4 separate regions of the Mus musculus genome follow, and all the other regions are linked to region 1. A link is a contact called in public Hi-C data. All regions are on one chromosome and are shown on one strand. Each heading gives the region's core, a stretch centred on a gene start, on an enhancer-like site or on the middle of the called end of the contact. The rest is flanking DNA. Distances are from core to core; before and after follow the strand shown. Region 1 has its middle 6.0 kb from the start of Gm30308. Region 2 has its middle 14 kb from the start of Gm28818. Region 3 has its middle 4.9 kb from the start of Gm30160. Region 4 overlaps Gm28818 (a long non-coding RNA gene).

Region 1 (3,759 bases), core at 853-3,352:
TTACAAGGAGTGACGACCGAGTGCAGTTAGAGGCTTTGGAGAATGTTTAGTCGAGTAGATGAATGGTTCTTGAGAGCCGTAAAAATACAGCTCGCCCTGTTCCAGACCGTACCGGAATTTTAGAATCCTACTAGGATCTAGGCTGCTAGGAAGCCAGTGGCGATCACTCTTCATCAGACAAATGTTGGGAGAAAATCTAAATAAGCAAGACAAAAATGGATATGACCTGACACTCCTTTTGTTGACTTTTCTAAAGGTTATAAGTTCACATTTGAGTATCAGAAGCTATCTTCTTCATGTTGGACTACTGGTCATCCATACAGCATTTTTAGGTAACTCAGCTATCTCAGAAACTGTCTGCAGGAAGACTGCCCATGGAATCATCAGAGATCAGAACAATGGGAAAAACTGCAAAGCTGCTTGTCTACAAGCAAGTCTCAAGATGACGACTCTGGGTCCTTCTACAGATGGAGCCCTGTACCATCGCACAGGTTGTATGCCTGGGCAGTTGGCTTGATCTGCAGTCAGGGCAGTAAAGGGGGGGGGCATCACTAGCTCCTATTTACTCTGCTGAAGAACATTCAGTAGTTAGCATAGCACTACCGATATCACTTCATCATTCCCTAAACTGCATTCCAACATCTCCTGGCCAATAAAAGCTACCTTTTTCCAATCCTAAGGATAAACTGAATGATAGGTTGGGGAAAAGTATACTGTCTCATTTTTATCACTTAAAGTGCTCATCTGTGCTTTATTTTTTATACAATACTCACTCTAAGTTGTAGATATCACTGATACAGCAGTGGATAAAATAATACCCTTATCTATGTGGAGTCTAAGCTTAAGTTTTTTTATAATTAGGAATAAGTTCTACATTTCCATGTTTATGTATGCAATATGCATGTGTATGATTGTTTGCATGTATGTGGGCACACACGTGTGTGGGTGCACATGTGTTTGTTTGCACTTGGGAGTTGATGTCTGGAGTCACACTCCATTGCTCTTCAGCCTGATTCTTTGAGACAGGGTGGTCAATCATATAATATACAAGGAAACTCATTATCACTTTCATTTTAGCCTTTTTATTTATTATCATTCTATAATAGCTTTTGTCCTATTTGCAAATAAGCAGATGGGTTCTTCCAGTGGTGATGTCCCTCCTACGCAGAGAATCGCATACCGAGAACAGGAAGCAGGCAGGATGAACACATGAAACACACATGGTACTCATGACAAGTTTACAGTTTTCCCTCTGTCTGTTCTGTCTAACTGTTTCTCCCTTCCCATAAAATGCTGGCTCACCATTTTTGCTACTTAATTTGTGAGGGATTTGAATGTAAATGTGAACGCCACAGTCTCAGGAATCCCCATGGCTTTGTAAGAGTTTGGCTTGGAAAAGGCTTCTTTGACTTGGGTAAGGTTTCCTTTTCTCTCCTCCCCCTAGATTCTGCTGGTGACAGCCTTATAGATTTTAGTTAGCCAGAAAGACAGCATTCACTGCACGTTTAAACTTTAATCTCATAGAACTACAGTGTTCCTTTCATCGTTGCTCAGTTCTGCATTCTCTCCTGCTAAAAGGAATGTTGCTTTAATATTGAGATTTGCCAGAATGTTACTCTGTAGAGCAGTGTGGCGTCTTCAATCCTACAGAAGTCAAAGGAATAATTTTCAGGCTACTTATATATGTATTGCAAGGCTATTCATATTCTTAGTTCTATGAAATAATATCCTCACTCAGTTTGCAGCAATTCTTATCAGGAGAATTGTAAGAAACAACCTTTATTTCTGTAGCATTTTATTTCAAAATTGACCTCATGGCTTGTGGCCATCTCGTTTCCTGTAAGCATAGCTCAGGAATTTATTTTTAATAAAAGATCTATTTAATTTTGAGTTAAGAAACTCAAATGTTTCCCCCAAAGCCTACTGACCACAGTCTAAAACTATGAAATGTTCTTCAGAGGGCTTTGGGTGTGGATAAAGAGACACACTTTTGTAATTTTCAGTATGTCATCATCAAACAATGTTTACAAAACTCAGCACTCTGGGGATGTGTGCAGGCGTTAGCAAGCAGATGTTGGCAGTCAAGGAAAACTTACAATTGCTGCCCGAAAAAAAAATTCCCTGCTGCCTATCAGTTACATGCAAGATTGTCAAGCGCTCCCCTTGGCGTGGGTGATATGCCTGGTTTGTAAGACAGTTGATCCAAAACCAAATTTGAAAACTGTGGAAAGAAAAACCCTCTATAAATTGTCATACAAGAATCACTTGTCTCTTTTTATGACTTAAAAAAAAAAGTGTTTTAGTTGAAAAAATTCTAGCTGGGAGTAGTCTAACAAGACTATTGAAAACAATTGTCCTAAGTTTAGTTTTGCATAATGTTTTAAAGTAGATCAAGACCACCCCCACTCTGGCCCCTGACCCAGTTCTCATGTTGTTCCATTGTTGAAAACACCTAGCTACTCCACAAACATGGTTAATCTCCATTTCTGAGAAGTGACAAATCTTTTCAGTGGAAATGAATGAAACAGGTCAACATATTGATTTTTACAGAGTAAATCTTTCTCTTCCCGATAAAGACTGGGGAGGAAGGGAAGTTTCTTCAGGAAGATTCAGGGAGAGCTACCAGACTCACTTTAAGAAAATTTTAAATATAACCTTTCTGTGACATTAAAATACATGTTATTTTATGGCATTGCCTTTGAACAGTCCAAACAGAATGTGTTCCATCAAAATGGTGACAACCAGAGAGTATTTTCATTTCCAAAACAGTTTTGTTTTTGTTGTTGTTGTTGTTGATGATAAAACCTTAATTTATTTTTCTGGGTCCTTTATTTACACATGACAAAATCCCCATACATCTTGAAATTCGGTTTCAAATTTTGATAGAAGATCACACTATACTGAAAGACATGGCTATTTTCAGTGGTAAGGTTTATATTAAAAGGCAACTGTTCAATTTAGGATGCTAATTGGCCTCTTTTTTTTTTAAATGTAGTTCATATAGTTCCTACTTTAAAAAATATAAATTAACAAAGTGTAAAAGTGGGAGTGCTCAGTAGGAGCACTTCCTGTGCACACAGGAAGACCTGAGTCTGAATCCCAACCATGTACCTAAAAAGCCAGTCATGGCCACATACACTTGTAGCCATAACACCACCCGAGGTGGGGAGAAGCCTGATTGGGCTTGCTGGCTTCCTAGTTTAGTAAAAGATCCTGTCCTATACTAATGATAGGGTAGTATAGTGGATGGATGTCTTCCTCTATCCTCAGTATGTGTGCACACCTGCACACCAACACAGCTATATCACATGCACACACACACACACACACACACACACACACACACACACACACACACCATGTTGTCAAAGTTAAAGAGGAGAGAATAGCAAGTAATTCTGGAACTTACTAAATACAGAGAGGAAAAAATATTTACCTTATCTTTCTCACTCACATCTTACTTTAGGATAACAGAAGAGTTAGTAAGTCAAATAATTAGAACCCCAACCAATAAATGCAAAGCATTATGTAAAAGGAGAATTTTATAAAGGATGAGTCAAGCTGACACTTAAGTGCCAGCAAGTGAGTCTCAAGGTAGGACAATCAGATATTCTGTCACCCTGATGTAACCCAACAGAAAGTGATTAGTACAATGTATAAAATCCATGTGTACCTGATTAAGTCACTAGAGCCAATTCCCAGCACACTCAAAAGTGAGGCAGGGGTGTATTAAACGACTCCATGGGAGCACAGATAGCC
Region 2 (3,759 bases), core at 346-2,845, 110 kb after region 1:
GCTGCTAGAACTTGACCTGCTGGATTTTTGTTTTTATTGTAAGTTAAATGAAAATAACCTTTACATTTCTAAATTCGTCTTATATCATGGATAATAACAACACAAACATTAAATATTGAAAAATATTTAGAAATTGATACTTCTCCCAAAAAATGACTGGTGCTATCTTTTAAAGAACACTTTTAATATAACTAAGTAGCCTTCTGAGTGGGCCAAACCATTCCAGAGTAAAATAGTGAGGCTTTTAAACAATGTGAAGATCCTTCTAAAGTTTGAATAAATGTTCAACCATCCTTATGTGAGCGGATCATAAAGAAAATGGAAAGACTATATCAAGCTAGCTAAATGCATCCCACATTCATGGTTTACTCACTAAAATGTTGTTCATGGCTTTCTTACTGATTCTTACAGAACGTGCATATGTCTTTTTAATTTTCCCCTTTTATGTTTCCCAAGTTCACAATTCACATAAAATATCCATTGAAGCAGACAGAAAAGTGAAACGAATGTTTCAAAGCTCTTTGGGGATTTAAGTAGGTTTTTACAATAAAGCTTTGATTACTCAGAAAGGACAGGAGTGCTTAATGACGAGAAGGAGGAGGTTTCCAAAGTGTCAGAGGAGACTCTGATGCAATGGGTTTTCAACCTTGTTGAATACCAAGCCAGAAAGCAGCCAGATGCCACAGGATAGGGCCACAGTCGGGGGGGGGGGGGGGGGGGGGGAGGGGAGCAATCAGAGGAGACGTGCAAAGGTTGTGGTTTCCTGAAATTTAATATGACACAGAGAGTCCCACAGGACTTGCTTCATTATATTATTGTGCAATTTGGACTCAAACAGAGTGAGGCAAACCCACAAGTTAAAGGGTTTTCAAAGTGGCTTAAAACTCACTCTGAAATCAGGACAGAGCACCCTTCCGGTCAGTGTGACTGCAACATTGATCAACAAACACAGAGGGACACAGCACATGGTTGGCTAACAAATGTTATCCAGGTGAAGGTGGGCTTGGCACATACTGCTTTGAAAAGCACTTTTCTCCTTGGATTGGAAACCTGATGGCTGTGTTATGTGATTTGGAGTTTTCTGAGGCCCCCAGTGAAAGATTTATAAAGGCTGTAGGAGACAACATTGGGATATTTGAGCACTTTTTAAGAAAGATCAAAGGTATTGATTTTTTTATTTCCTTATTTTGTCTTCTTATTTAAGAGTTAGCTAGCTGCCCCAAGCATATAGCCTCATCTGGCAGAAGACCCACTGAGAGAGATTTTTTTTTTCATCTCAATTTTCATCTTCTTGGTCTCTTGATGGCTTGATTTCATATCATTTCACAATGCAGGGATTAAGCTGACTGGCTATAAATCTGTGGAGTGTGGATGGGCTGTATAGAAAGAGCAAGAATGGATGAGAGACAACTGTAAATATTTCAAAATGTGTTTCATGGGATCCAAAGTTGGACAGCCTCTCCTTACACTGAGGATAAATGCCATCCAGACATGCTCATTCAGTCCCCTCCCCTTGGTCTGAACCATGAATACCACCATAGAACGTTCAGGCAATGGCCTAAGAGTCATTCACCTACTATAGTGTCATGTGACTTCATGTAACTCCCCGAGAGGTCACTCTCTGGACTGGTACATCAGCTCTTCCCTTTAAAAGTCAGTGCATCGCTAGAGCAGCTGCTGCTTCTGACATCGTTAGCATCGGTTGTCAAGGTGATACACTTGGGAAGAGGGAACCTCAACTGAGAAGCTGACCTTGTGCTGGTTTCATGAGAAATGGCCCCCACAGCCTCAGATATTTGAACACTTGGTCTCTAGTTGTTAGTCCTGTTTGTGCAGCTTTAAGAGGTGCATCTTGCTGAAGGAAACATGTCCCTGGAGGATAGGCTTTGAGAGCTTACAGACAGCACCACTCCAACATCTCTCTCTCTCTCTCTCTCTCTCTCTCTCTCTCCATCTCTCCCTCTCTCTCCTTCCTAGAGTAAGCTCCCTGCTTTTACTAGCATGTTTACCACTTGCTGCCTGGCCATGATGGATTCTTAAAACTCTGGAATCCAGAGACCAAAATAGACTCTTTCTTCCTTAAGTAGCCCTGACCATGGCAGTTTATCCCAGCAACAGAAAAGAAGCTAAGACAGGCGTCCATCAACTGGCCTGTGGAGGTGTCTGTGGGTTCTTCCTTGACTGCTGATTGATATGGCAGGGTGCAGCCCTCTGTGGTTCACACTATCCCTGGGCAGGTGGGTCTGGGCTGTATAAGAAAGGTAGTTGAGTAGCCAGGAAAAGTCAGTAAACAGCGTTCTTCCATGGTCTCTGCGCCAGTTCTTCCCTCCAGACTCCTGCCTTGAGTTCTGTCCCGACTCCCCTCAATGGTGAAGTATAAAATGAAATAAACCCTTTCCTTCCAAGTTGTTTTGGTCATGAGGTTTGTTACCGCAACAGAAACTAAACTAGAACCAATACCTTTCCCATAATTATTCACGTATTTATGCATTCATTCAGAAGAGTATATATTTTAAAACATATACCATGTTTAAGGTCTTAAGGAATTTAGCATTGAACACAGCAAAGTCCTTGAAGTCCACTATTTCATAGTGTTTATATATTGAGGAAGAACTACTTACTATTAGACTAGAATATCATAAAATCATACTATGGTTATTGAAGGAATTCTGGACAAGGCTGCGACCACGGCTTGCCATAAGCTCCTTGGGCTGAAGGAAACTAATGCTTACTAGTAAACAACTGCTATGAGCCAGGCACTGTGAAGATACCACTGCCTCCTCAGTGGGCAGGAAGTTGAGCTGGCTATGTTCCATGGTGTCTGGTAGAGCATAAACTTGTACGCAGTTGGATACTGATGAAATGATAGGTTGTCATTAAATTTCTTCCCAGAGATCACTCAAGCTATAGCAAAAGAGTGAGAAAGGGAGGGGGGAGAGGAGAAAGATGGGAGAGACAGAAAAAGATAGAAGGGAAGGAAGAAAGGAAGGAAGGAAGGAAGGAAGGAAGGAAGGAAGGAAGGAAGGAAGGAAGGAGGGAGGGAGGGAGGGAGGGAGAGAGAGAGGCAGAGAGAAAAAGGAAGAGACTCACTGAAGGTGTTTTGAAATATCTTGGATTTTTGTGCAGAGGGAAGTTTTTATTATATCATTTAACATGGTAAAAATGGAGATTTAGGTTCAAGATCCATTCTTCCATTGCCATAATTTCAAATGATCAGTTCACCCCTCCCATTATTGTTGTAAAGACTTTATTTATACCTCTGTGAGCATGTATATGTTTGTGTATGAGTGTGTTCAGGTCCATGTCTGTACACGTGTGTGGAGGAGGCCGGAGATTGACATCGCCTACCTTTCTCATTCACTTATTGAGTCAGCTTTTCATCCAAACCTGGAACTCACCAACTCAGCAAGCCAGCTGGCCAGCAGCTCAGGGAAAGCTTTTATCTCCACCTCTCTAGCACAGGGATTTGTGCATGAATGCACCTCCCCACCAGGCATTTTACAGGGATGTAGTGGCTCAAACTCTGATCCTCACGAGTTTGTAGCAAGCACTCTATCAACTGAATCATCTCCAAGGCTTTTCTTTACTCTATTTGACAAATATCTAAGATGTCCTGTGGTATACCAGGCACCATCCTTACGACAGAGGATCATCGCGATAAGAGTCACTGTCCCTAGGAGTTCCTTATTCCCAGCCCTCTTCCTTCTACCCTCTTCTCTCTCTGGAAGACAGAATTCAGGAATTCAGATAGTGATCAGT
Region 3 (3,759 bases), core at 608-3,107, 84 kb before region 1:
ATAGGGACCACATCATAAATGAAAGTCTTTTTCCACAGGCAAAGCAGAGAGCTATTCCACAGGCAGAAATTCTTCTCATTTGCTCTATAAAAGCCACCTCAAAAATGGGATCTGTTTGGGTCCTAACTAAGAGATAGACTAGTTTCTAGGACTGGAGACTAGCTCTCCATGACCTTCTGGTGATTTTGGTCTTCTTTCCCACCACATTTGTCTTAAACCTTTTTCTTCTTCTCTTGAGATGTTCTCATGAATGTTAGCATGGTCCTTCAAAACACATGTTCCATTCCAATGCAAATCCTATCTTAAACAATGTATCTTTTAGACAGAAAGGCTCTATTCTGTTATCAGTGCATAGATAGAGTCCTCAGCAAAGATGAGTTCTGTGAGCCATCGACTTTACCATCCAGTGTGCATCAAGCTAGTGGGATAGTAACCCAGTTCTGATGCTGCCATCGTGGAAAAGTTGATCTTCTCTTCATCAAGCTAACATAGGGATGTTCTACATATGCAATAGATTCTGCCTTTAGACTAGTTCACTGTTATCTCTTCATTTGCAAGTTGTTAAACCACTTCTATAATAGAAGTCATAGAGAAGACACTGGACTAGCTAGCAGCTCATTTTATGCCATAATTGTCTGGTTAAAATAAGAAAAGTCACATTTTTTTGACCTTCTCAGTTTATCAGATTGAGAAACACGAATTGTTATTACATAGCATGCCTGGATCGTTAGCATTTCACAATCGCTAACATTTCATTACCCTTTCTGAGTACAAAATGTCACTAGGAACATATGTGAAATATTTAGGAACCTTGCCTAAGATACAATAGAACGTGAAAAATATTAGATTTGATATTTTGAGGATAAAAGGGAGGAGGAGGAAAAAATGTCTTGTTAGATTCCAATTAGAATTTTAAATTGGTTGAATGCTGAAGTCAGTCTTGCTTAATTGAATAGAGTTTGCCATCTGCCCACCCACATCCAGTCTTTCATGTCTCCCATTTGCATTCAAACCTTTACACGATCAGTTGTATCTCTAGAGCCAGACAAATTGAGACTGAGGAGTTTATTATATGTGTTGCAGATTATTGCATAACTTCATATTATATTAAGGCAGAGAATATTGGGTTTTCTAAGCTGTCAAGCAAAGCAGATCAAATTTTCCAAGTATTTTGATCATTCTTTCCTTTTTCTGTCATCTCTGGGATTAGCTCATCTTATAGCTATGTAAATGCCTTTCTTGTGTCCACACAGTAAGTTATGGGCTTTATTTAAAAGTCACTTTCAATTCAGTCTCTGACCAGCAGGCTCAGAGCCTTTATTCAACAGTGACACTTAAAAGCAAACGGAAATAATTGCATTTTTGTTAAGATATAATTACTATTGTATGCTAGAAAGAAAATTAAAATATTTTTCTTAGTAGTCAGCATTTCTGGTGGTCATAATGTTGGCCACATAAAAGGGTTCCTATTTTACAAAAGTACTCCTTTAACACACATAAGTTCATTTAAATGAGGAAGTATGCATGGTACTAGAATGAACCACATAATATTTGAGGCAAATATTAGTGCCTGTTATCTGTATAGTGCTTCTCAGGGAGGTTCATGCTAGCAGGAGCAGTCCCTGTCAATCATTTATCTCTCACTGTTTTAACGTTGGAAGAGTTGTATATATAAACTGTTCAGTAAAATTAGCACCAATTCCTGATGGCGCTTAGAGACTATACTATGCATAACTAATATCTAGGGGAGAGGAGTGTGTGTGAGCATGTCTGTGCACACACATGCATGTGCACATGGAGACTGACAGACACTCTCACATAGAGTTTCTCAGATTCTTTCACTTTAGTGGCCTGGAGCGTCATAGTCAGACTAAGCTGGCCGGCCGGTGAGCTCCATTCCGAGGATGACAGGTGTACACTGCCCCATCTGGCTTTTTCATGTGAATTCTCTATATTGAACTCAGGGCGTCTTCATGCTTGCACAGCAAGCACTTACATGAGCCATGCCCCATACCCCATACCTAGCATTTTCTAGAGACAGTATGGATTAAAAGGAAATTTTACTTATCATTTAGAATATTAGAATATTTTCTTTATATATTTTTATTCCCTTGAGATGAGACAAAGGTCACTAGAATGTATAGAGTCCATTTATTTATTTTTTCCACTTTTGGTTCAAAAAGAAGCGCTCCCAGTTCTCAGAACAAGCAGGCTTACTTTGGCTTATGTTTTTATTTGCGCTTGTCTCCACAGCCCTCTTTGTGCCTGTTTTTCCCTTTCCGGCCCTTTTGAGTCATATGTTGACATAACTCAGTGCAAAGCCTTGGGTTTGAAGAGAAGTGGACACTAAGTCCAGGTACACAGAGATTCTTGTCTGATAACACCGCAAACACTCTGCCTGCAGACTTCCTACATTTGAGACATAATATTTTCGAACACTAATTTGCCAAGCAGGTTGGCGGTGACTCTGCCTGCCTGCTGCTGCTTGTCTGAATTAGGAAGGCTCTGTCTACCCTCTCTGACTCCGGGTTTGTTTCTCAAGTAGACACACTAATAAAGAGCTCCTTTTGAAGTAGGGAATCTAGGCTTTTTTTCTTCCCTAAGCTGTGGAGACAATTTTCAAAAGTAACTTCTTTACTTTTGATGAAACACAACTCACAGCTCATCTCAGAAAGAAAAACATCTCAAATTTTGCACTGTTGAAAATTTCAGTCCAAGAAGCTGTGTCTTTTTTTTTTTTTTTTTTTTTTTTTTTGATCATTTGATAACCTTCCCTTTCTTCTCTATGGCTTCACAGTTTGGAGGTTATAGGCACCTAAAGTCATTGTTCCTATCTGATGTTTTCAACTGTGCTCGGGTTGTTACATTTACTACTTAAGAGAGAAACAACAGGCGACATGGAGGGAAGAAAGGAAGCAACAAAGTTACCAGGCAGAGCTGAGAGCCCAAGAGTGGGAGGTGGAGGAACCAGAGGCGCTTTAAACACCAAGTTTCTTACTTTAACATGTGGAGAATTTCATGAGTCTGGTTCTTTCGTGAAACAAAATAAGCAAAATGGAAGATTTAATGAAGAAGTTTTGCATATTTAAAACTGGAGAAACAGGGGCTGAGAAGACAGCTCAGTGAATAAACAGCTTCCCCCAAAACCCACTATGCCCTGTAGTCCAGTGCTCCTATATCAAGTGAAAGGATGGAGAGAAAGAAATCTGCACTCCTGGACCAGCCTGGAAATACATAGCAGAAAACAGGAGACTCTGTCTCAAGGCAGATAGTGAGGACTGACACCCAAGGCTGACTAGATCTCCTCACACTTGTATACATTGTTTTTTGTTTTTTGTTTTGTTTTTTAAGATTTAAGGAAAGATGTGCGGGGCTGGAGAGATGGCTCAGTGGTTAAGAGCATTAACTGTTCTTCCAGAGGTCCTGAGTTCAATTCTCAGTCACCACATGGTGGCTCACAACCATCTGCAATAGGATCAGATGCCTTCTTCTGGTTTGTCTGAAGACAGCAACACCACCAAATAAATAAAATAAAAAAGATGTGCCTATAAAAAAATGCCTTGCAGGTTTCACATAAATACACACAGGCACACATATACACATATGCCCATGCATATGCAAAGGCACATGAGAGAGAGGCAGGACTTGATAAGAAGCGCATAAAAAGGCAAAAACGAAGTTTCATAGGTGATGGATTAGCTAACTGGCCACACATTGCTTGTTACCTGGCACTCGGCCCTTCTCCCATCTGAGAAATTC
Region 4 (3,759 bases), core at 871-3,370, 86 kb after region 1:
AGCCCTTATTGCCACAAAACACAGAAATAAGGACAAAGCAGCTGAGACCGGGAGTCACAGAGGAGCCTTGAGGAGTGGCAGATGCCCTCAGCGTCTGCAAGTCTCACGAAGTCTATGAGAGTTAGCACTGAATCATGGTTCTTAAGAAGATTATGCCACAGAGAACCAGTAGGCTGTCTGACCCCTGCTCTAAAGATGCATCTGAAACCTTGCAGGGCAGTCTGTCTGACTTCCAGGATGAGTGGGCAGGTGGTGAACTAAGACAAGGTGACAGGGAGACGTCATAGAGGTACCTTTTGAGAAAACACACATCTATGAGTCTGCTGACTGATTGTTCCTCTGCAAGTCTCAAAAATCTATTTTTTTCCAGTGAAGTTACTCCTTAAGGTTAAAAAAAATTGTTGATCCAAACAACTTTTTAAATACCAGGCATAGGAGCATGGTGGGATGCAGGGACGCAGATTTCATCTGGAAGTTCAGCATCCACTGCTCATTCAAAAGGCACGTTACTCAACCACCCATCAATAGCCCCACCCACCAAAACCCAGGACAACGTGGAAGAGCCCATCCTGGAGAGTGCTGTGTGACGCAAAGATGTCAGGCTGGAGGAAAGTCATCAAAGAACAAGAGATGCTATCAGAGGAAGACAGGAAGACCCAGGAAACACGGTGGCCAAATTGCAAAGGACAGTAGCAGAAGGAACACCAGCGGGGAAGAGAAGCCTCACTGCTCAGTTTAGTCTGCATCACCAGGTATCAGAGGCTAAGAGATTGCTATAGGAAGACAGAGGAAATGGGATATCAAAAGGCATTCTATCCCTACAGCAGTGGCTCCCAACCTTCCTGATGCTGTGACCCTTTAATATGCTCCCTTGTGTGAGCCCCCAACCATAATATCATTTTCCTTGCTACTTCATAACTATAACTTTGTTACTGTTGTGAATCATAATGTAAGTGTTTGTGTTTTCCAATGGTCTGAAGGTCACCTCTGTGAAAGGCTCCCTCAACCCCTTAGGGGGTCGCGCCCCACAGGTTGAGAACCCCTGCTTTGCAGGAAGTAGTTTGTCCTACTCTGGTCCTATGTTATCATTGTGGCAATGTTTCCATGTGAAAGTTCCTACAAACAGCCCACCTTACCCTTCTCCATGCGTTCTAAGATGTCATCATTTCCCACTGGGTTAGGAGGATCCTCTGGCTATGTCTTTACACTCTCTAACTACATATGTTTTAAGGTTTATTTATTTTTATTTTATACCTATGAGTGTTTTCTTGTCTGTGTGTCTGCTCACTTTGTGCATTCAGTACTGGTGAAGGCTGGAAGAAGGACTCGAATCCTCTAACTCTGGACCTGACCTTACAGACCATTGTCAGCAATTATGTGGATGCCGGGAATTGAACCCCCAGTTCTCTAGAAGACTCACAAGTGCTCTTCACGGCTGAGCCATCTCTCCAGCCTCTCTTCAACTTCTTTTAAGCATCTAAATTCAATGATAAATTTTGCCAGAAAAATATCCCTGCATTGCTGGTCTGTCTCCTAAGCCACGGGTCCAGGGGAATCTAATCACACTTTGCTTAGCCCATATGTTTCAGAGGGAGTTGAGAATACCAGAGAACCAACTGGTCCTTTCAGAGCCAGAGAAAAGTTTTGATTGGTATAGAATCTTAATGATGTCATTTCGCATGTAGTTACCATAGGCTGGTAAGATGGCTTAGTGGACAAAAGCCCCTACCGCCAAAGTGTGGCAACCTGAATTCAATATCTAGGACCAGATGCAAAGAGGAGAGAGCCAAATCCTGCAAGTTTTCCCTGACTTCCACGTGTGTGCCCGGGTACACGTACACTTGTGTGTAAGTAAATAAATGTCATTTCAATTTTTACAGCAAACGCAGTAGAAAAAGCCGAGTGCCTTTGGGAGCTCTGCTTGCTCACATTTTCTCAAGCTTCCTCCTTTGGAGGATAGGATCTGCTCTCATCACTGAGCCATGCAAGGATGCTAATAAACAAACAAACAAAAAAAATCACTTTTGAACAGCGTTTTTCATCAGCATTCTGTTTCCGAGCCTACCGAGTGACTCATCCTGAGACTGGGTGCTGCAGCCCCTGCCCCGGGGAATGGCTGAGTGAGTGACTAATAGTTCACACTGGAGAGAGAGAGCAGGAAGTTGGCTCTGCGTTTATTATTGGAACCAGACACTAAGGAGCTGTTTTAAAAAGCACTTGAAAATACTTGAGCCCCAAGGAATGTTGCTTGCTTACCTACTTTGCATCATTCTTGCTGTTAAGGTTAAAGGTGACTTTGCCTCTAAATGGGCTTTGGAGGTGTGACAATAAATTAAGTGGTGAGAGATATTTGGATTTTGACGCTAAAAGAAAAGCACGTCACAAGTTACTAGTAGAAAGAAATAAAACCTCTGTACTGGCTAGTTTTGTGTTAACTTGACACAGCTGGAGTTATCACAGAGAAAGGAGCTTCAGTTGAGGAAATGCCTCCATGAGATCCAACTGTAAGGCATTTTCTCAGTTAGTGATCAAGGGGGAAAGGCCCCTTGTGGGTGGTGCCATCTCTGGGCTGGTAGTCTTGGTTCTATAAGAGATCAGGTTGAGCAAGTCAGGGGAGGCAAGCTAGTAAAGAACATCCCTCGATGGCTTCTGTATCAGCTCCTGCTTCCTGACCTGCTTGAGTTCCAGTCTTGACTTCCTTCAGTGATGAACAGCAGTATGGAAGTGTAAGCCGAATAAACCCTTTCCTCCCCAACTTGCTTCTTGGTCATGATGTTTATGCAGGAATAGAAACCCTGACAAAGACAACCTCTAACTGATCTTGACTTACATGTTGCTTTTGTTGTCTGGTGAGATGAGATTCAATTGGCAGACATCTTTCAGCTGGGAGTCAGGGTTCCCTTCTAACACCAAGCCAACAATGAGACTCCATTCTTAGACGATGATGGTGATGATAGTGATGGTGGTGATGGTGGTGGTGGTGATGTTGTTGTTGTTGTTGGTGATGATGATGATAATGATGATGGACGTGATCAGTAACTTTGGATACAGAGATAGCTTAGTTTATAAAGTATTGGAGGACCTAAGGTTGATCTCCAGCAAACACATGTGAAAATATGATGAGAAGTCCTGTGTCTGCAAACCCAGCAGTGGGGAGGAATTGACACAGTGAATCTCTGGGGCTGGATGCCAAGACAGCCTGGACTATTTGTCAAATTCCAGGTCCCAGTGAGAGACATTGTCTTTAAAAAGATGGTGGATGGTGTCTGAGGAACAATACATGAAGCTGACTTCTGTCCTCTATATACACAGACAGACAGACAGACAGACAGACAGACACAAATAAGCTAAAATGCAATTATTATCTCTCTCATTGGTTTGGGTAGGAAAACTGTTCTTAGCTTGTGGATTAATATTATTTGGCGACTGGACCAGTCTTTTTGTGAAAAGATATTTCTTCTCTTTCTCTACCTGTTCAGTGTTTCCTCACACCACACTTAACAATGCAGCAAGAACTCTGTCCGTAGACCAATACTGTCAGTCAACCCGCCACCAGGTTAGCATCAAGGCGAAGGAAAGCCGTCAAAATGACCTCATCCCAAGCTGGACCTTAGCTGAGCTCTTGAATCTTCTTTCCCACCAAACCAGAGAACCACAGGAGAAATCGGATTTTTCACGTGCCTTCTCTCCCTTCTTTGCAGATTCACCGTACCTAGTAAAACAGTGAAAACCCTGAGGTCTTAAGGTCGTTAGACCAGC

The links. A called contact is a pair of places that touch in the nucleus more often than the background predicts.
Region 2: a Hi-C map of liver shows a contact between it and region 1, with 2.6 times the contacts expected there. The contact joins two enhancer-like sites. A contact is called at or near these places in 1 of 15 datasets of contacts at CTCF or cohesin (the NIH/3T3 cell line), 7 of 484 Hi-C or Micro-C datasets (3T3-L1-derived adipocytes, the C2C12 cell line, beige adipocytes and 3 more) and 1 of 115 datasets of contacts at active chromatin or transcription factors (vascular smooth muscle cells).
Region 3: a Hi-C map of liver shows a contact between it and region 1, with 5 times the contacts expected there. The contact joins two enhancer-like sites. A contact is called at or near these places in 6 of 484 Hi-C or Micro-C datasets (liver, macrophages, peritoneal macrophages and 1 more) and 1 of 115 datasets of contacts at active chromatin or transcription factors (embryonic stem cells).
Region 4: a Hi-C map of uterus shows a contact between it and region 1, with 1.9 times the contacts expected there. The contact joins two enhancer-like sites. A contact is called at or near these places in 1 of 39 promoter capture datasets (liver), 1 of 15 datasets of contacts at CTCF or cohesin (the NIH/3T3 cell line), 16 of 484 Hi-C or Micro-C datasets (3T3-L1-derived adipocytes, the C2C12 cell line, the N1E-115 cell line and 7 more) and 1 of 115 datasets of contacts at active chromatin or transcription factors (fibro-adipogenic progenitors).

The regions. Positions count from the first base shown.
Region 1 is chr1:71,805,714-71,809,472 of GRCm38.p6, forward strand. No RefSeq gene overlaps it. Among named protein-coding and RNA genes, the nearest start is that of Gm30308, 6.0 kb to the right of the region's middle. Within about 2 kb of position 2,103, at least 36 of the 459 cell types and tissues checked have an H3K27ac peak or open chromatin away from gene starts, as enhancers often do. A contact at or near this core is called in the C2C12 cell line, fibro-adipogenic progenitors, liver and 1 more, where this site is marked.
Region 2 is chr1:71,911,841-71,915,599 of GRCm38.p6, forward strand. No RefSeq gene overlaps it. Among named protein-coding and RNA genes, the nearest start is that of Gm28818, 14 kb to the left of the region's middle. Within about 2 kb of position 1,596, at least 42 of the 459 cell types and tissues checked have an H3K27ac peak or open chromatin away from gene starts, as enhancers often do. A contact at or near this core is called in the C2C12 cell line and liver, where this site is marked.
Region 3 is chr1:71,721,669-71,725,427 of GRCm38.p6, forward strand. No RefSeq gene overlaps it. Among named protein-coding and RNA genes, the nearest start is that of Gm30160, 4.9 kb to the right of the region's middle. Within about 2 kb of position 1,858, at least 28 of the 459 cell types and tissues checked have an H3K27ac peak or open chromatin away from gene starts, as enhancers often do. A contact at or near this core is called in liver and uterus, where this site is marked.
Region 4 is chr1:71,891,676-71,895,434 of GRCm38.p6, forward strand. It overlaps Gm28818 (a long non-coding RNA gene), which reads right to left. Exons shown (of 3, transcript XR_373492.3): 3 at 2,160-3,712. Among named protein-coding and RNA genes, the nearest start is that of Gm8883, 5.4 kb to the left of the region's middle. Within about 2 kb of position 2,121, at least 91 of the 459 cell types and tissues checked have an H3K27ac peak or open chromatin away from gene starts, as enhancers often do. A contact at or near this core is called in the C2C12 cell line, fibro-adipogenic progenitors and uterus, where this site is marked.